Linked DNA regions of Sus scrofa: regions 1 and 3 are each linked to region 2. The links are chromatin contacts, called in public HiChIP or PLAC-seq maps. All regions are on one chromosome and are shown on one strand. The core of a region is the stretch at or near the end of the contact, and the rest is flanking DNA. Distances in the headings are between cores, read along the strand shown.

Evidence for each region. HiChIP or PLAC-seq counts read pairs in DNA pulled down with a chosen protein or histone mark.
Region 1: a contact with region 2 is called in an H3K27ac HiChIP or PLAC-seq map of alveolar macrophages. The contact joins two enhancer-like sites. A contact is called at or near these places in 2 of 2 datasets of contacts at active chromatin or transcription factors (alveolar macrophages and skeletal muscle).
Region 3: a contact with region 2 is called in an H3K27ac HiChIP or PLAC-seq map of alveolar macrophages. The contact joins two enhancer-like sites. A contact is called at or near these places in 2 of 2 datasets of contacts at active chromatin or transcription factors (alveolar macrophages and skeletal muscle).

The regions. Positions count from the first base shown.
Region 1 is chr1:112,811,744-112,816,188 of Sscrofa11.1, reverse strand. It overlaps MYO1E (unconventional myosin-Ie), which reads right to left. Exons shown (of 28, transcript XM_003353343.5): 7 at 3,918-4,049; 8 at 361-495. Among named protein-coding and RNA genes, the nearest start is that of CCNB2, 130 kb to the left of the region's middle. Within about 2 kb of position 1,843, at least 5 of the 83 cell types and tissues checked have an H3K27ac peak or open chromatin away from gene starts, as enhancers often do. A contact at or near this core is called in alveolar macrophages, where this site is marked.
Region 2 is chr1:112,615,490-112,620,218 of Sscrofa11.1, reverse strand. The region is part of intron 1 of FAM81A (protein FAM81A); the gene reads left to right. Among named protein-coding and RNA genes, the nearest start is that of MYO1E, 60 kb to the left of the region's middle. Within about 2 kb of position 3,363, at least 1 of the 83 cell types and tissues checked has an H3K27ac peak or open chromatin away from gene starts, as enhancers often do. A contact at or near this core is called in alveolar macrophages, where this site is marked.
Region 3 is chr1:112,744,078-112,748,663 of Sscrofa11.1, reverse strand. All of the region lies in intron 1 of MYO1E (unconventional myosin-Ie), which reads right to left. Among named protein-coding and RNA genes, the nearest start is that of FAM81A, 69 kb to the right of the region's middle. Within about 2 kb of position 1,968, at least 8 of the 83 cell types and tissues checked have an H3K27ac peak or open chromatin away from gene starts, as enhancers often do. A contact at or near this core is called in alveolar macrophages, where this site is marked.

The DNA.
Region 1 (4,445 bases), core at 594-3,093, 200 kb before region 2:
TCATAAGAGCACTTTTTGCCTTGCCTTTCTAAGGGAAGCAGCTCAGCAGTTGTGTGAGCTATTGGCAAACAGCTATGGTAAACGCATTATCCACAACACTCTTTACCTGTTACTTAGAGAACCTGCAGGGTTGGGTAATGATGATTTTTATCCATTTAAATCATTACGTGGTCCTCCAGCAACTGGCACATGGCTATTGAAGGGTGTTTAAACACGTGTTCTAGGAACTGGAGTGCTTCCAGCAGAACAAGGTGGGAATTTCAGGCTAATCTTTGCTTTGTGAACCTCCCCTGCCCTTTCCACCATGGGCAACGCCCAGTCTGGAGAGCAGATGCTGCCTGGCACTGTGCCATCACTTACCAGTGTTTCCTGAAACTCCCTCCTGTCGTCAATGCCATCGACCTTGTAGGACCCAGAGAGGCTCAGGTAGTAATAATAGTCCATGCTGGTGATGCCCAGGCTGTGCTTTTGCTCTGCAGAGGCGCCCTCGATGAGCTGGAGCAAGAACAAGTGGTATGTGCATGGAGCAGCCCACAAAGCAATCAAAGTTAGTGTGGTTCCTGCTACTGTCACCCCCAGAGTCCAAGTGATGCGACTTCCTATCCCAGCTTCCTAAACTGATAGAGGATCACTGTCTTCAAAAGACGAAGAGGCTTCAGAATATCTGTTCTATATACAATAAACCCAAATCATCTCTGCAAATTCTAGTTCTTAACTCTTTCTCTCTCTCTTTTTTTTTTTTTTGCTTTTTAGGGCTGCACCTGCAGCACATGGAGGTTCCCAGGATAGGGGTCTAATTGGAGCTACAGCTGCCGCCCTACACCACAGCCACAGAAATGTCAGATCCGAGCCTTGTCTGCAACCTACACCACAGCTCATGGCAACACCAGATCCTTAACCCACTGAGCAAGGCCAGGGATTGAACCCGAAACCTCATGGTTCCTAGTCAGATTTGTTTCCACTGTGCCACAGTGGAAACTCCCTAGTTCTTAATTCTGATTAGACCTACCAGAGCTGAGAATTTCCCCCTGTCCCAATAAAGGCAACCACACTGGTGAGATCCCTCAGAAAAGTGGAAAGCGAGCCAGATCATAATTACTTTGTTCCTGTTCAACTTGCACATGGCTTTTTTTTTTTTTTTTTTTTTTTTTTTTTCCTTTTTAGAGCCACACCCAAGGCATATGAAAGTTCCTGGGCTAGGGGTTGACTTGGAGCTGTAATGGAAGCCTACACCATAGCCACAGCAACGCCAGATCTGAGTCACACCCTTGACCTGTGCTGCAGCTTGTGGCAATGCCGGATCCTTAACCCACTGAGCAAGGCCAGGGATTGATCCCGAGTCCTCATGGATACTGGTTGGGTTTTTAACCCACTGAGTCACAACGAGAACTCCTTGGCACATGGCTTTTTAAAGTGCAACTGGACCCTCCACAGTTCTCACTGCAGGGTACATATTAAAGAATAGCCTCAGGTCCCCCACACCGGTGTCCAGTCTCTTGGCTCTCTGTTCTATCTCTGCTCTTTGCCTTAGTTCTCAGCAAGACCCTTTTTGGGTGTGCTGGAAAATGTTTAACAATCGATTCTTGAGGCGGGGGCAGGGTGGGGGTGGGGAATGGATCTGTAGTGTTCACTGATTTTCATGGTGTAAATACTCCAACCATGACTTGATTTCAAACTACCAAGAAGTATCATCAAAGGAAGAGAGGCACACAGCCCATGCATGCCAGCCCCAGCACACCCCTGGCTCCACTATCCACACTTCTCCATCTTGGTCAAGTTACTCATATCATCTTGGGTTCACATCCTGAAAACAGGGAACCTCTTTTCCATTACTGAGAAGTGCTAGGTCATCCTATGACATCAGGTTCCCTTAGTTTTTCTCGTCTCTTTAAAATCTTTTTGCATTACACTCTTCCTTTTTTCTTCTGATTTTCTGGGGGGGTGGTGCTAAGGAAGAATGTCCCCCATCTCCTTCTCAGTCTTCTCCCCACCCACACCTGTCAGCGCCTCTCACCTGAATCTTCAAACACCTCTTTTTCAAATTCTCTCCCGTCTACAAATGCATGGTGCCTGCTTTAGAAGCTTTTCCTTGACTGAAATTCTTCAAGCTGCAGAACCTACTAGCTCATCTGGCTTCACTCTCCTCTCACCAATCTGATGGCCACTGTCCAATGGCTAAAGCCAGCAGGGCTTTCTTGGTCCCCAGGCCCCTGTCCCATCCTTTGCCCCCTAAGAGCTTTGGGCATTTGATCGTGCCCCTCAATCCCCTCCCAGTGAGCGTCCCCTGGCTTGGGGAAACTCTGCAGGATCTTGGTTTTCCTCCTTTGACTACTTCCCTGGCTCAATGTCCTCATCCTACAGACAGTCCCCAGATCCCCAAGTCCTGAATGGGAATGGATTTTCTCTCCACACTCACTCGGGAGTTTCATTTCACAGCTTTCACTGTTACTTTTATGCAGAATCATGAACTCCAGCTTCCCCTGAGCTCATCACTTCCCCAGTCTCTAGTCTGGGGGATTCCAAACTGTGGGCAGAGGATTCTGGAGGAGCTGGATGCCCCAGAAATCATTATGAACTTCTGTCTTATGCTCGTGTCTGATACACAAAATTACTTTTCCAATACCTCTTTATGCTGCTTTGATTAATACAATTAAAAGCATAACTGCATTCACAGAAAGTTTTGGTCCTGTATGTATACTTTCAACCAACAGATGCTAACCAGAAGAATCCTGGCCATCACCTAATACATCTAGGTAATTGAAAAGACTGAATGTGAGCGACCAACGCAGCTTAACTTCCTTCAAATCCAATGATCTTCAAACCACAACAAAACATAAATAAAAGAAAAAAAACAGCTGTAGGCTTTTCATCAAAGAGAATCTAAAGCGGAGTCCCAATATAGGAAGTACTCACACATAAATGCAAACATTAAAAAACTTTTTATGGGGAGTTCCCGTTGTGGCTCAGTGGTTAACGAACCCGACTAGCATTCATGAGGACGTGGGTTTGATCCCTGGCCTTACTCATCGGGTTAAGAATCTGGTGGTGCAGTGAGCTGTGGTGTAGGTCACAGACGTGGCTCGGATCCCACGTTGCTGCGACTGTGGTGTAGGCTGGCAGCTACAGCTGCAATTCGACCCCTAGCCTGGGAACCTCCATATGCTGCAGGTATGGCCCTAAAAAGACAAAAAGACAAAAAACAAACAAACAAACAAAAAACCAAAAAACTTGTTTTTATCAGTAAAACTAGTTTAAGACATTAAAAAAAAAAAAAAAAAAAAAAGGTCAAATCAGATGACTGCTGAAGCAGCGTGGACCAACTATAATTTAAAAGCATTCTACACAGTGCTTCAGCCCCAAACTCTCCATGGCTTCTGAGAGTATAAGCAGAAACTTCTTGACCTGGTATTAAAGATTCCAAGTCTATTTCAAGTCTTTTTGTCCTTTTTGAGACCTCTGCCCTTGCACACCTGCTGGGGCCTAGCTCACAGATTAGCCTGCCCCCTCCCTGCCCTGCTATCCCTGCTTGGTTCAGGCCACCTGACTTGCCAGAGCCCACCTTCCCACCATGCTATCCCGTGTCTCCGTAATCTCTCTCACCACCCGCAAAGTCTCCCTGCAAGGACTCCTATTTGGCAAAGCATCAAACATCCCAACTTTTGTTCTAAAGTGTGTCAACACGTCCTTGATTATTTCACTTCAGAGAAATTTTTGCCTTCTCACCGCAACTGGAACTCACTCTCCTTGCAGGTAAGGGCATTCTTGCGATTCCTCTGCACACTGACTTACACATCCTACAGTAATAAGGACTCCTGGGCTTGCCAGGCTAGCCTGTCTAAACCTAAGGACCAGGAGAAGAAAATTTTAAATGTGGAGAAGGAATCAGGAAGTAGGAAAAAAATAACATAAAGGAAAACCTGGTAAAATATGTGAAAATTCCGCTCTCCGGGGTTCCTCATCACCACCCTAGATTTTTCCAGAAGGAAGTTGGAGATCTTTCCACCATCTGGTTCCCCACCTGGACTGAACTGGATTTCAAAGTATTTTCCCTGCAAGAAAATTAGGGATTTCCTTTAATGGTTGGTCAACACAAACATGATGTTCCAAAAAGGCGTTGGATATGGCATATAATTCTAGGAAATTCATTAACGAAAGATATGTTCTGAATTCTTCCCACTTCTGGTCTAGACTTCCTCACTGTTTCCTATCAGACAATAACCCGCGCCTTTGTCCAATCACACAATTCTGTACTGAGAGAGAATCTATCCTTCTGGCCCGACTAAATAAGGCTATGCTACATTCCTTCCCATTTTCCTGCAGTAGGTGCTCTTGCCTGCTACACCGGAAGCTGTAAAGAATAGGACAGAAAATCACATGGTCCCCTTGATCCAACAAGAGTGAGCTCTATCAGCCTCTTCCCAAGGAAGCAAATTTTCCTTCTGGTA
Region 2 (4,729 bases), core at 2,114-4,613:
TCCACGGTGCTGTGAGCTGAAAAGGGGCCCCCAAGTACTATAGATACAGGACATACAAGGCTTAGCCATGTTTAATTCTATCAGGGGTTTTCATTGTCTTTTCAAGTGGTAATATATGTTACCGTTTTGTGAAAGATTATGGAGAGAAAGCAGTGAGTGGCTTCTCACGTTGCCCATGTTAAAGCCTCTTGGGTGCTCTAAAAGTCATGAACAAAATCAAGGTTAAGATTCCTGAGTTTTGCTGTAGTTAATCTAATAGGAAACTTTGTATTGAAACAGGTAGAATCAAAACCCAATAGTGGCAGGCAGCAACAAATTAAGTGAGTCATTTCTTCAATATGCACGAGGTTGTGTGTGTGTGTGTGTGTGCCTGGCTGCGCTCTCGCCCTCATATTAAAGTCTGTGTGTGTCAGTGTTAGAAATTATTTCATAGGAGTAAGCAGAAATAATGCTACAATGATTTGAATCCAGAGAAGTGCAGCGATCTCTGAAGCCAGGGCAAACATTTGCAGTTTGCTCTTTCAGTAAGAGCTGGGTTTGTAAAAGTAAATATGTTCTTTACTGAAAAACATCTCTAGCATTTGCCCATTGGGGTATGTGTGTGTGTGTAGGGGGGAGCAGTGCTCTTGAGAGCAGTGTCACCTCATCTATTTTTGGCATTGGCTGGGGCCTCTTTCTGTATTGTCAGTACATTAACTTCGGTCTTCCTAGGAGAGGGAAGGGAGGGAATGCCCCGGCCCCCTCAGGGGTTTGTGGAGTTGCCCCCTCTAGCTTTGTGCTCCAAGGCAACCCTTGATATTCATTCCGGTCTGATTTCATCTGTATAAAAATGGGGGTTGAGAAGACAGATTTTTTTTGGGGGGGGGGTTAATGAATAAGCTTCTGCAAGCTTGTTTACCTGAGGGTTTAATAATCTTTAATGGTTTACATATTAGAAATCTGAGAGCATCCAGATAGAAAAATTCTGACTGCCCAAGAATCTAGCCACTAAGCTCTGCGAACTCTTTAATGAATCACACCTCATTACATTTAGATCCCTTGTCAACAAACTCTTGGGTCTCCTCCCTCTTCAGGCCACTCTCTGTGTGTCTCCTCCCCACTGCCTTTCAGTCTCTTGTTTCTTTCATCCTGCAGCCATATGCCTGTGTTTTCATTTTGCTGCACTGAGTCCATCTCCTGTCCTTCCCCTTGTTCCAGAGGCTGAGTGAACAACTCCCCTCAGAACAGCCCTTTCCCATCTCACTCAGAGCAGGGATTGGGCTTCTGGCTTCTCAGTGCTGCCTCCAGACCATTAACCCGTCCCTAACAGTGTCTTCTCTGTAAAGGTTGCCATGTCCAATTGAGCCCCATTCCCTCCTTCTTATCTTCTGGATCAGTGCTTGCCAAACCTGGTGGCTCCTCAGAAATACCAGGAGCACTTTGAAAACTGTAGACTCTCCAGAACGTACAAAATTAGAATCATCAAGGTGGGCAAAACCTAAAAAATTCTTATTTTGAAAACAAACCCTAAAAGAGGAAGGAGGAGGATGGGGAGGGAAAACAGAGATCCCCGGGGGATTCAGATGTACACCCAGGTTTGGGAATTATTTCACTTGATGCTACCAAAAATTAGCACACAAACCGAAAACAAACATGAGCAACGAACCTGGTTCTCTTCTCCACCTTGCTTCTTGCTGATGACGTTGGTGATTATGTAGAGGCTCTATTAATTCTTCATTAAAGTTTCATTGACCTTGAAGTTTTTCAAGGTCCTCAACGTCAACTCTTGTGACCTTAGTTTCCGATTTGCTTCAGCCGCTCACTTCTTGGACTTGCTTAGTCCTGGGAATTTTTTCCACCTCTGAGATCTGGAACTTGGACATTAGCTATTTCAAGGATTCTTTCCACGTACTGCACCAGACTCAACATCACTGAGGACTCTGGTCCCTCACTGGCTGTTCCAATCCCTTTATGGCTCCATTTCCCTTCTTGGAGTATATACATTCCAGCCATTTCACTTTTGTCCAGAATCCCGGAATCCTTTGTCCTAACGTGTTGGACTTCTCATATTCCAGTCCTCAATCCAGAATCACCCTCATCATCTGCTTTTCCTTCTCCCAGTCTGCCAAGACATCTGCCAAGTTATCACAAAGACCTTTGCACTGGTTCCATTGCAAATTTATTTTAGTTCCAATTTCATCTCGGTCTTACTTTTCTATGGAAAAAAAAAATTCATCTTTTATTAACTCCCAGCTGCATTCCTTTAGAGGTTATGCCAGACTTTTCTGTTCCTTCAGCTTCTAGTCAGTTTCTTTTCTGGAGATAGCCTTTTTGCACCCACAAGATTAAGGATATCTAACTGGGAGCTTACTGCCCTCTAATAAAAGCTCCCACTGTATCTTCCTTATCACCCCTGGCAATCTTCTTTACCCATCTTTGTCCTTTCTTCCCTTCCTCTGAGGAAATATCTATTAGTCCCTTACCCAGGATTAACTCACATTCACTCCTCCTTCTGTCTTTTCTGGATGTTCCCCTCCTTCGGGAACCTGCTCCATTTGTTACCCCCTTTCTCTCATTTCTTTGGTCCCTCCTGACTCTGCCCCAGCCTTTACTCCACCTTATATTCAAGTCATCCTTCTCAGGAAAGAAATTGAGCTTGAGTCCCAGCCCTGTCCAAGAGAACTTTCTGCAGTGATGGAAATATTTTGTATTTGTGCTGTCCCATACCGTGTTCGCTAGCCACATTGTCCCAAGTAGCCATCTGGTCACCAGGAGTCAGCTGTGAGTACTGAGCAGGTGAAATGTGGCCGGCTCAGTGATGAGCAGGTACATCCCTCATTGTTGTTAATTATAGATTAATTCAATTCAATTGAAATAGTCCCCTGGGGCTGATGGCTATAGGATTGGGCATCACAGTTCTGTTCCCTGCTCCCCTGTTGAGTTGTCCTCAGCTTTCCCACTTCTGGCGTCACTGCCCCCTTTTTTGTTGAAACTGCCATTTCCTCGGGCTGCAGCAGTGCTGTCCAGGATGCAGGGCTCAGGCCTTTCTTCTGTCTCCCTCCTCCTTGATCTTTGCCCTGCGTCTGCTACTGGTGGTCACTCTCCTCCCCTGCCTCTCTCTTTCCTTGTCTCCATGTCACTGGCTTTCCAGGGACAGTTCAGACCTCATTTGTTCCCTTTTCCTCCTAACATCTGAACGTGGGATTCTTCGGGATCCTGTCCTGGGCCTTTTCCTCATTCATTCCTGGCCTGCTCCCTTCTGCCAGCATCACCCCCACCTCTGAGCCCACAGCAGTGGCTAATGGCCAGTTACCCTGTACCTCACTGGTCGCTGTGGGTCCCTTGCACCATGGCCTTCAATCCTCGCTCCATCTCTCTGAGGCAGATAGCCTCATCATTCCTGTTATGTAGTGAAGCAAGTGGAGCAGAGGGAAATGAGAACTTCGTAATTGTTATTACTGCTGGTTGTTAAGGAGCAGAGCTGAGAGAGGAACTCTGGCAATCTGCCTGCATCCCCACTTTTAACCAGGTTTTGCTCAGCACCCTCCACGCCTTCAGACCTCCATTACCAGCCCTGCCATCTGCATTCCATTCAGAATTTGCTACCCAGAGGCCCGGCTATTTTGTCTCTAAACAGCACTTCATTCTAGCTTCCTTAATCTTCCTTCCCTGTTTGACTTATTATTTTGAAATAATTTAGATTCCCAGAAAAGTTGCGAGAATAATTTAAATAGTTTCTATGTACCTTTCATCCAAATTCTATAAATAATAACCATTTACCACACTTGCTTTTTCCTTCTCATGCGTTCTCTCTCTCTCCACACGTGCATGCACATATGCATGCATTTGCACATACATATGTTGTCATTTTTCTTGAAACTTCAGAGTAAGTTCTAGACATGATGCCCCTTTACTTCCCCCTCAAATATGTCAGTGTATATTTCCTAAAAAAAAAAATGCAGTGTGTATTCTTGTATTACAAGCGTCACAATCAATAAAAAAATGCAGTGAATATTTTCTTGAATAACAAGCATCAAGATCAATAAATTAACATTGATTCTGTACTATTATCTAATCTACAGACCTTATTCAAAAGTCAACAAGAGCCCTAATGTCCTTTAGAGCAAAAGAGCAGGGGATGGGGCGATTTAAAAAAAAAATCTTTTCCAGGTCCAGGATCCAGTCTAGGGTCTTGCGCTACATTAGTTGTCTCATTGCTTCTGTTTTTCTGGACAGTTCCTCAGTCTTTGTCTTTCATGACCTGACACTTAGGAAGGGTGAGGCTGGTTGTTTTGTAAAATACCCTTTAAGCTGCATTTGTCTGGAGTTTTCTCAGGGCAGATCCAGGTGATCCATCACGAGGGAGGCAACCCCTGGGGAGCTCTGGTGTCCCCTTGGGTGCATCCGCCATGGATTTCTTTGCCATCATCACCCTCTGTGATCTGTTTTTGCTCACTTGGGTTACTCTGACTTCTCCTCTTGACACTCCTACATCCACTTGGTTGTTAAGCTTGGCGATGCTCCCTGTGCCACCTCTCTCAGTTTGTCCCTTCCTTTCCATTTCTCTTGTTGTTCTTGTTGTGGATTCACAGCCTTTGCACGTGGTCCCAGCGACTGTTTACCATGGCTTAGCCACAGGGACCTTGCACACCGTGATTTTCACTGGTCAGTGCTTCCTCTGCTCTGTCCTCCCTCCAGCCTTTCTCGTGCAGGCAGGCCTGCATTGACTTAACTCACCCCTTTGAATTCC
Region 3 (4,586 bases), core at 719-3,218, 130 kb before region 2:
AGGATCAAGCGATTCCTGGCCAAGAAGCAAAAGCAGAATTGTCCCATCCCCCAATGGATTCGAAGGCAAACTGGTAATAAAATCCAGGTACAACTTGAAGACATTGGAGAAGAACTAGCTGGGTCTATAAGGAGGCTCTGCGCGTGAGGTGGCACACATAATTCTGTTGTGTGGCGGTCACTTGCATCTTACCATATCACACTGAAAATAGCACAGCCACAGCTGGATATATCAGGAAATGGATTCTCTTTGTGTTAGTGTTTCTGCATGGCGCTTTGCCTCAGTAATAAATATGTGAAGGCCTCTTATTGGAAAAAAAGAAACACTAACCCAAGCTCTGCCAATGATCTGCTCTAATCACCATTTATTCCATTTAAATTAAGTTGACTAGATTTTCTCTAAAAACTGTTCCTTAACACCTCAAACATTGCTAAAAAAACAAACAAACAAACAAAAAACCAAAAAAAAAAAAAAAACCTCAATGCCCAGCTTTAAGACTCAGCAATTTGGTGTGAGGTAAACCAGCCATGAGGTTTTAGAGATTCTAACTGGAAGAGTTCCTGTCGTGGCTCAGCAGAAATCCGACTAGCATTCATGAGGATGCAGGTTTGATCCCTGGCATTGCTCAATGGGTTGAGGATCCGGCATTGTTATGAGCTGTGGTGCAGGTGGCAGACGTGGATTGGATCTGGTATGTCTGTGGCTGCCGCTAGGCCAGGGGCTATAGCTCTGATCAGGGGCTATAGCTCTGATTCGACCCCTAGCCTGGGAACCTCCATACGCTGCAGGTGTGGCCCTAAAATGAGAATAAATAAATAAATAAATAAATAAATAAATAAATAAATAAAGACCCTAACTGGAATTCCTAAATCTTTGACGTAATGTAAGAGGTCTGTCACACAGATCCTGTTGCCACTGAGAAGCTGAAAAGGCATTTGCGCAACTGTTTCCCACAGACCAACTGGCTACTCCATAATTTATCAGCAGGAAAAGCACTAAGTGTTAACTGCCTGGGCTTTGGCTCCCCTTGAATCTCTCCTAGATAATCGAGGGCAGCTCTTCCCAACCAGTAGGTCTGGCAAGACCAGTCCTTGGAGAAAGGCTGAGGGTGGACTGGGTTTTCCTGTTCCCAGGGTTCTGGCAGGCCTGCCCATGCCGAAGGCCACCCCACATTTCCTAAGTCTTTACCAGCTAAAGACGCTACCAATGGGTGAAACCATGTAACAGTCCCCACATTACTCTCAACCACCCACCCTTCCCACCCACCCCTTCTCAGACTTAATCACAGGAGGAAGTGCAGCTACCCCTGATGAGGTCACTGTTTTGAAAATCTGGAAGTGGGACACATGATGTAAAAGGAAGTTGAAGCTTGCTGAAGACAATAAGCTAGCACATAGATCTGCAATCCTGTGAAGGCCTTCTAGCTATAAACCTTCCAGGGTTCTAATTTAAAAGGAAACTCCAAAAATGCCCATCTGGGGTGGAGGTGTGGTTATGAAGAATTTGGGCAGGCTTTCCTTTTTTTGGTCATGCCCCCAGCATGTAAAGGTTCCTGGGCCAGGGATCACATCACAGCAGCAACCTGAGCGACATCAGTGACAACGCCGGGTCACAGAGCCACCAGGGAACTCACTAGGCAGGTTTTTGTTGAAGGCTCATAGCCTAGCTCTAAGAGAATATCCAAATGACCAAATCATAATCGCCGTAACAAGAGTAATAGAAACACTCTTTGAGAGGGTTTATTTTATACCACTTTTTCTTTTTTCTTTTTACATTTGAGCAGTGACAGCATATAAACCCTCAGGATTTGTTTAAAATGTCTCCTTCATTAAGAACCTACATTAGTTCATACACACAACAACCCAGGAAGCCTTCTCTTTGGAGGAAAATCTGGACTCCAAATTACTGTGTATGTTTACATCTGAGCACTTAAAAATGGATAAGTTCCACATTTTTATTATGACAACTTGGCAGTCACTAGAGTTTCCTTCTCTTTCCTCTGAAGTGCTCTGGTTCTGAGGAAATCTTACCCTAATCTATTGCAAAAGGGTTAAAATTACCCTTAAAGCCACCCTTCATTTGTGATGCACTTTTCCTGCACCTCAGGGACTTAACAGGAGCCTGGAATTTGGTGAAAAGACTTAGGACCCCCAGCACCCATCTTCAGGGCTAAATGCTGGAGGCTATCACTTATAATAGAGAAGACTCTCTTGGATGCTGGGAGGAGTAAGTGAGTAACAACCCTTCTTAGCACTTGAGCCAAGTTTATTATCACTAAGTCCATACTCTGCCATGACCTGGCAGAGAGCAAAAGCCGAGGACTGGGAGCCTGAAGAACAGACTGATATTTCCTCTCCTGCCACTCACTGGCTGGGTGGCCCCAGCCTCTTGCGGTTGTTTGTAGGGGACCACTGAGAAAAGACAGGAAGTCCTTTGTAAACTGGTGCCACATAAATGACTTATTGTGATAACTCGTAATAATCAGGAGAGAATTGGGGATACAATTTCTTAATTTCTCTCAATTTATGCCTTCCGACTAATTATGATACACTTTGCAAAATGTATCTTCCCTCTTTCTCAAAATTATTTCAAAAAAAAAAAAATGCAAAGAATACCTAAAAATGGGTGAACATGTCCAGTGCCCCTGATGTAAAGCTTCCACTGATGTAACAGGGATAGGATCTGGCTCAGTCCCCAGGCAAGTCCTGGGCAGGATGAGCATCTGCTATGAGGAAAGGTAAAGCACGAACAGGTTAGGAACAGTACACCTTGAACTTAACAGAAACCGTCATGCCAATGAAGAGATGAGTTGGCTAGGGAAGTGAACTAAGATTTAGGAGATGTGTCTAGATAACTAAGGCACTTTCCAAGATGATGAGAGAAGAGTTGACCCTGAATTTAATTTCTATACAATCAACAGAGACATTCATCTGGCACCTTGACACAGCAGCGTGCTGTGAAAGCATGCTGAGCAGGCAAGAGTGACGGGAGGAAAAGGCCAGCACTTAGCAGGGTGACCTCAGCAGCCACTGAAGGCCACCTGGTCTCACTTACCTCATCCATGAAAAGAATGTCACAACCAAACTCAAAGGGCCATGAAGAGAAACGTGCTAAACCTGGGGCTCATCTCAAAGACTGATCTGATAGGCTGTCCTTTTCTTTTTTCTTTTTTCTTTTTTTTTGGCTATGCCCGCTGCACGTGGAAGTTCCCAGACCAGGGATTGAACATGCTCCACAGCAGCAACCCAAGTTGCTCTGACAACACTGGATCCTTAACTTGCTGCGCCACAAGAGAACTTGATACGCTGTCTTGACATTAATGAGCTATAATAAATACAACTTTTCTCTGACTCAATTCTACTCTAAATGAGTACCACGTGGACAGGGAACTCTGTCCCCTTTCTCCATATTCCCAGAGTCCACCTAGCACAGTGCTTGGTGCTCCTCTGAGACTGTTTTACTAAATTTACACTGAACAATGAGGTATAAAGCGCATGATACATGGAATAGACAAGGTCTACACATATGTAAAGATAAGGCATTGAAGGCAAATAAAAGACTCTTGCCAATTCAAAATATAAAGACAGTGTTGAAAGCTAAGGATTGGTCGGGACATGCCCACTTCTGTCCAAAAGCGAATAACAGCGTGGCCAGGGCACCTGAGCCTTTAACCTGCTCGCCCAGGGCATCTCCAGAGTGGAGAAAGGGAACACTCCTCGGCATCACTCCAAGCTTTCTACTGTTATTAACTGATTCCCTTATGTACATAAAAGAAAACGTGACCCTCTGGTTGGTTTTTCGAGAAACCATCCAGCTTAACAGGTAAGCTCCAGGCTGCAAACAAAGTCTTCAATTTCATTCTCCAATCACGTCTAAATCAGACTGGTAGAATCAGTTGCCAACTTGATGAAATCCATTGTCTGGAATATAAAACCGAGAGGCTACACTGTCTTCTAGGTTTCCCCTTGCAGTAAGCAGTGTAAACCACGGCTGGATTGTGTCTTCCAGTACTGGCACTGAGGCACAAATATCTCCTTTAATTGGGCCCTCAACAGAGCTCATAAGAATGTGGCACGATCTGTCACACCCATGACTGGCACAAAGTCATTGTTCAAAAGCTGCTTGATATACTGAACCAGCCACGCAGGCCCTCTCCCAGTAAAACACCAGGAATATAATCGCTCCTTTCCTGAATATATGGTATTTCCCAGCCAAGCGTTTTCACATACATTAACCTATTGCAGTGACAGCTGAAGTCAAGTCAGCCCGCCACATCCATGGGCTCCACATGGGCAGAGTCCACCAACCACAGATGGCAAATATTGAGGGGGAAAAAAAAATCCAGAAAGTTCCAAAAAGCGAAACTTGAATTTGCTACGTGCGGGCAACTATTTACATGGCATTTGCATTGCACTAGGTATTGTCAGTAATCTAGAGATGACTTATAGTATATGGGAGGATGCGCTAGGCTATAGGCAAATACTACATACACCACTTTACATAAAGGGACTTAAGCCCTAGAGAATACTGGTCTCTGTGGAGGTCCTGGAACTGACTCCTCAAGGATGCCAAGAGAAGACTGTAGC